2 separate regions of the Mus musculus genome follow, and region 1 is linked to region 2. Evidence: chromatin contacts called from public HiChIP or PLAC-seq data. All regions are on one chromosome and are shown on one strand. The core of a region is the stretch at or near the end of the contact, and the rest is flanking DNA. Distances in the headings are between cores, read along the strand shown. Region 1 holds the start of Mfsd13a (major facilitator superfamily domain containing 13a). Region 2 holds the start of Armh3 (armadillo-like helical domain containing 3).

Region 1 (3,000 bases), core at 469-2,968, 360 kb before region 2:
CTGCTGAGTCCATTGTCCCCCAAGGCCAATGTGGGTGTCCTCTGCCTTACAAAGGGCAGTCACAGGAAAACAAACACCCACAGCCCACTCTAGGTGCTCTGATTGGCTGTGGGGTTTGGAGAAGCAGTAGCAACCTCGAACCCTATAGCAAACCTGTGCATTGAGGCTGCAGATGTACGAGGGCAGTGTTGGTAAAAGCCAGCAGTAAGTTACAACCCTTTCACCCAGGACACAGTACCAAGCTAAGAAAACAAGGGCAGAATGTGACCCAGGTAGTAGTAAAAGGGGCCAGACTAAAAAGGGAGTTTGTAAGCCTCCACCAAGCTTCTATCAAGATGGAAGACACCCGCTGAGGGTAGGAGACACAAAAGCATTTCTCTCTTGAGGAGCCCTTCGGAGATACTTCAAGATCCTTCTCCTAGCAGTCCACTCTCCAAGGTTTCTGGGAGATTAACAACAGGAAAGATTGGCCAACCGCAGCAACCTCTGGTGACAGAGTACAATTGAGGGAGGAAACCAAGGAGTAACCGGCTGGGCCCGGAAGGAAGACTATCAGGAGGAGGAGGGTAGGCGGTTCCCACTCCCTTCAGGAGGGAGCCTGTAGAGACCACAGAGGGGAAAAACTACTAAGTAATACTGTATGTATCAGCAGTGCTTGGGTCAAGGATGAACGCTATCCTCACGTAGCCACAAAACTTGTTCCCACGTCTGTGGAAAAAGCAAATCTGTTTGCTGCCTGTCCTGCCAGTATCGAATGAGCAGGTGGAATTTCAAGTCATAATAACAAAGCAAATACTAGGCGTGTCATTTTCTCAGCAAGCTGCTGACTGGATTGTTAGCTGTTTCACTCCCTGGTCAGTCTCCGCAGAATGAAGGAGCCCGCAGGAGAGTTGTTGAAGGAGCCCGACTCTCTCCCGCGAGTTAACAGGTTCACCCTCCTCGGATGGAAAATGGAGTTTTCACCCATTGCCAGAGGGACTTTCTCGGTCCTTCACAGGATTTTATGGTGGCACGAAAGTGTCAGAGCCGACTCACCTCAGAATCGCTGGCCACTTCTAAGTCTCTGAGGAATTAACTGGGAATCAACCCAGGAGCTTTCTACTCAGAAACACGTGTAGTGGTTTTCATTTCGTTTGCACATTACCTGAAGAGCTAGCTATTCTAGAACACCTAGGCTCGGACCTCGCTCAGACCTCTAAAATTGGGATCTCTGGAGGTGATGCCCAGCATCTTTTAAACTATCCAGTGGTTCTACTCTGCTACCAGGTTTAAGGGCCACTAGGTCAATGAGTGAATCCCGGCCTGAACCATTGCATCCATGAACTCAGATTCCTCAAGGAGCAACCTGGACGGTGCATCCCCTTTTCTTACCCCAACAGAGACCTTCAGCGGGGATTCTACACTTGCCCCTTGGTCCCAATTCCTCCTGACCCCAGAATTTTCCAATCCATAATCTGGCACCTTAAGGAACCGCGCAAAGTGTCCCAATGACTCAAACAGCGCAACGCATTCCCGCCCCACCCTCGGGCTGGTCCTTTGTATCAGATCAGCCCCGGGGTCCGGCCCGCTCCTCCGGGACCGGAGAGGTCCTGGGCCGTGGGCCAGCAGCTCACCGCAATCCTGGCAGACGATGCCTAATTCCGCGGCAGCGGGGGAGCCAGGTGCCAGCCAGTGCGCCTGCGCGCTAGCAGCCTTGGGCTTCCCCAGTCTCTCCCTCCGCCCCTTCCCAGCTATTGGCTCCGCACGGCTCTCCCGATAGCAGCTCGGGCAGGTGACCGCGCCTGAGGCTGTCGCTGCCATGTTTGTAATGGGCTATTTCCCTTAGGGACCCAAAAGAAAACGGGCATCAGGCAACAGGGGCAGGTTGCCTGGATTCCTGAAGTACTTATCTCCTCTCTCTTACCTCCACGAAAACTGTCATTTCAGCTCAAAGCAAGTTCCTCTTGGGGACTCTCCCTTCTCTTCCCCGATCCTAATTTCAGAAGATGAGAATTTAGCAGAGACTACCTACGGCTGGATTGTGAGCCTGCGAGTGCAAAGTCCAGCTTGAGCTGTGGGCATGAGGAATCAAAGGAATGGAGAGCCAGGGCAGGAGATGGTAGACACAGGCACTTGGCCATTAACCCACAACCCATGCTGCCCGACTTCTTTGTAGTGGTAGTAATAAGAATTAGAAGACGAAGCCGGGCGTGGTGGCGCATGCCTTTAATCCTAGCACTTGGGAGGCAGAGGCAGGCGGATTTCTGAGTTGGAGGCCATCTTGTCTACAGAGTGAGTTCCAGGACAGCCAGGGCTACACAAAGAAACCCTGTCTCGAAAAACCTAAAAAAAAAAAAAAAAAAAAAAAAAAAAACAAGAATTAGAAGAGGAAGTAATGCCTGATTGTGCCTTTCTGAAATTCCTGTTGTTGTTGTTGTTGTTGTTGTTGTTGTTGTTGTTGTTGTGGTGGTGGTGGTGGTGTTGTTTTACGAGACAGGGTTTCTCCATGTGGCTCTAGCTCTTCTGGAACTCACTATGTAGACCAGGCTGGCCTCGAACTCCCAAAGATCTGATAATTTCCACCTTCTGAGTGCCGAGGTTAAAGGCATAGTCTGTAATTCTTGCTACATAGAAGGCTAGCCTGTGCTGAATACAGAGTGAATTAAGGGCAATCCGGGCACTTTAAACCCTATCTCAAACTAAAAACAAAAACAGGGCTGGCGATACACACACATAAAAGAACTGCTCAGCCACCTACTATTATGTACTTTGCAGGATAGGTGCACCGTTCCAAATGCCTCTTCCTCAAATTATACATGGGAAGTAGATGCTATTATTTCCACTTACAGATGAAAATAACCACTGGGTGCTGGTGGCGGCTGCACATACCTTTAGTCTTGGCACTGGGAAGGCAGAGACAGGTGAATTTCTGCTTTCAAGGCCAGCCTGATCTACAAAGCAAGTCCCAGGAAAGGTAGGGCATACAGAGAAATCCCATCTCAAAAACCAACCAACCAAACA
Region 2 (3,217 bases), core at 400-2,899:
TCTGCCTCCCAAGTGCTGGGATTAAAGGCATGCGCCACCACGCCCGGTTTCAAAGATATTTCTATATCCTTTTCCCTCTGAGGCACTTGACAGCTTTATTGGAAGTTCGTACTGTCATTTCTTCCATTGTGGTTTTTTTTTTTGTTTGTTTGTTTTGCTTTTCCTTTCAGGTATTATTATCCTCAGTGTTAGCCTTGCCTTCGGCTCATCTTCTTCCCATTCCTAAGCCATCCTCTTTTTCTTGGCTTGAGCCGTTACTTCCAAGCCAATGGCTCTAAGGTATAATTTAGCTACAGTCTAATAGCTGGGCTGAGTACCAATAAACGGCATCTAGCAGTCTGCTAGATATTTCTGTCTGGACATCTATCAGGCATTTTGATCCTAATGTGCCCTTAATATCATCTTCCTGCCTAAAACAGTTTTTTCTCCAGGGGCCTTTTGTTGCTATAGGTCTCTTCCCATCTTTTTGTTTGTTTGCTTTTAAGACAAGGTTTCTCTGCATAATCCTGGCTGCCCTGGGACTTGCCCTGTAGATCAGGTTGGTCTAGAACTCCCAGAGATCTGCCTACTTCTGCCTTCAGGGTGCTGGGATTAAAGTCATGCAGCATTGCTGCCTGGCTACCCTTGCATCTCTTGACCAAGAGTTAGAGCCTTTGGAAACTGCACCTAATGACTAAATACAAATCATTTACCCCGATTATTCAAGGCATGGCTCCTTCCTCCCTCCCCTTTCTCCCTCTCTTCCATTTCCTTCTCTTTCTCTCCCCTTGTTTTTTTTTTTTTAATGTGTATGGATGCTCTGCCTTTATCTATGTGTACTTTGTGTGTGCCTGGTGCCCATAGAGGCCAGAGAAAGATGGGAGTTACAGGAATATGGGAGTAACAGACAGTTCTGAGTGCTGGGAATTGAACCTGGGACCTCTGTGAAAATAGCCAGTGTTCTTAATTGCTAAGCCATATCTCCAGTGTGTCTCTGTGACTGTATCTCTCTGTCTCTCTCCGGTGGATCTCTGAGTTTGAGGCCAGCTTGGTCTACAGAGCAAGTTTCAGGACAGCCAGGGCTACACAGACTTTTTCTCGGAAAACCTAAAAAAAAAAAAAAAAAAAAAGACAAGGTTTCTTGTTGCACAGGCTGCCCTTGAATTTGCTATAAAGATGGAGCTAATCTTGAACCTCTCATCCTCCTATCTCTGGTTCCCAAGGGTTGGGATTAACAGACGTGACACATCGTGCATGGCTATGTATATTCTTCTAGACTGCAGCTCCTCGCTCTCACCTGTGCTGGATAATTTTTTGTCAGCTTGATACAGGAATAATCATCCGAGAGAAGGGGACCCCAAATGAGAAAATACCTCCATAAGATTGGGTTGTAGGCTGGTCAGAATTTAAAATAACGAAAACAGCAACAACAACAAACCTCTACTAGAGCCGATTTAAAGCCAGTGACTTCAGGTGAAGGGCTAGTTCTCTCGCGGTGTCTGTTGGGAGTTGTAGTTTTTGCGATGCTTGCTGGGAATCGTGGTCTGAACCCGCTTCAGGAAGAGGGCGTGAAAGAACCTGAAGAGCGGAGGGTTTTAGGACCCGGCGGGGAGCGGCGGCCTGGGGGAAAAGTGTCGGGAGGTCGGGAACGCGCCCGTGATTCCGGAGCAGTGGCGGCGTCGCCGGAGTCGGGAGCGAGCAGGCCTGCGAGCTGCTAGGGTGCTAGAGAAGCCGGGGGCTCGGTAAGCGGCGCGGGCCCTGCCGGGTCCTCGAACCTGGCCGACCTCTGCGGGTCCGCCCTACTAGGCCTGGACGCAGAGGCGGCCCTGGGGGCGGGGCCTGAGTGTGCCGCGGCGACACGGGTGACAGAGCAAGGGGAGGGCTGCGGTTGCTGGGGCCGCTTGCTGTGGGAGGGTCGGGCCTGGGACCTCAGAGTCCGCCTCGCTGCCTTCGATCGCCCGCTACCGGCTGGGTCCGGCCTCTCGGAGGTCCCGCTGGGGCCTCGGGGACGCCGAGGCGCTGACCTTTGACCCCAGCGCGGGGCTGACCCCGAGCCGGTCGGCTCCTGGTGGAAAGCTGCGCCTCGGACGGGAGGTGGCCGGTCCCCGTGAAGTGTTCAGATGCCGGGTCCTGCGCTCTTCCGTTTTTAGCACCCACTTTTTGCAGAGTTAATAAACCCACTGCGCTTTCATGCGAGGAGTGTGTGCCAGCCAGGAAACCCACCCCTTCCCTCGTACGGTGAAGAATGATAGTCACTGGGGAAGTTGTCCCTGGCTAATGGGACAGTGGATATACTTCAGCCATGTCCTAATAAAATGTTGCGGGACTATCGGAACCTCCCCAACTTTTCTTTCTAGAAAAAGTTTTAAACTTAAGTGCATTTTCCTTGAAAATAGGGCAAGCATGGTGTTTAAACATGGCTAGTGTTAGAGCCATCATATGTGTAGCCTTAGGGCCCCTGGCCGGTTCAGAACTAGCTATGTAGACCAGGCTAACCTCGAACTTGTAGCGATCCTTCTGATTCTCCCTCCCAAATGCTGTGATTTCAGTGTACCTCACCAAGCTAGGCTTATCTCCTGCCCATGATTTAGGACAGAGTGACTTGAAATCTTCTTTGGTATGTTTTTGACTGAATGTTGTATGTATGGTCGTTTCCATGGAAACGCTTTCAAGATAGCAGATCTAAGAAAGGTTTTGATAACTTCTCTTCCAATAGTTAAGGAAGTCATTCTTTTCTTAATGAATTAGCAAGCCTTTAATGTGTTCTTATTATGACAGTCATTGTACCTTGTCATGTTTACATTTTTTTGCCTCCCAAGACAGGGTTTCTCTGTGTAGCCCTTGCTGTTAACTCTCTTTGTAGACCAAACTGGCCTCCAACTTAGACCTGCCTGAAATACACATTGAGTTCAAGGCCAGCCTGAACAGCTTAGCGCGGGCTCACACACACACACACACACACACACAATAAAAACAAAACCCAAAAAACTAAAACCAAAACCCACCAAAAATGAAAACAAACCCTGGATAACAACTTAGAACCCAGAATCTGGGATGCGGAGGTGGCTCAGAGGTTTAAGAGCACTTCCTGCTTTTTCAGAAGATCCAAATATGGCTTCCAGCTCCCACACTAGCTAGCTCCTGGCTCACAGGTACCTGTAACTGGCTTCTGTGGGTACTTGCACTCAAACACACATCCACACACAGACACACATATTAAAAAACAATAGCATGGGGT

The links. HiChIP or PLAC-seq counts read pairs in DNA pulled down with a chosen protein or histone mark.
Region 1: a contact with region 2 is called in an HNF4G HiChIP or PLAC-seq map of pancreatic cancer cells. The contact joins the promoter of Mfsd13a here to the promoter of Armh3 in region 2. A contact is called at or near these places in 2 of 39 promoter capture datasets (both in liver), 3 of 115 datasets of contacts at active chromatin or transcription factors (bone marrow-derived macrophages, effector CD8 T cells and pancreatic cancer cells) and 2 of 9 other capture datasets (liver and pancreatic islet).

What each region holds. Positions count from the first base shown.
Region 1 is chr19:46,355,598-46,358,597 of GRCm38.p6, reverse strand. Mfsd13a (major facilitator superfamily domain containing 13a) reads right to left here and starts at 1,718. Exons shown (of 9, transcript NM_029186.2): 1 at 1,614-1,718.
Region 2 is chr19:45,996,920-46,000,136 of GRCm38.p6, reverse strand. It overlaps Armh3 (armadillo-like helical domain containing 3), which reads left to right and starts at 1,649. Exons shown (of 26, transcript NM_198296.2): 1 at 1,649-1,721. 4930505N22Rik (RIKEN cDNA 4930505N22 gene) reads right to left here and starts at 2,000. Exons shown (of 2, transcript NR_152221.1): 1 at 1,418-2,000.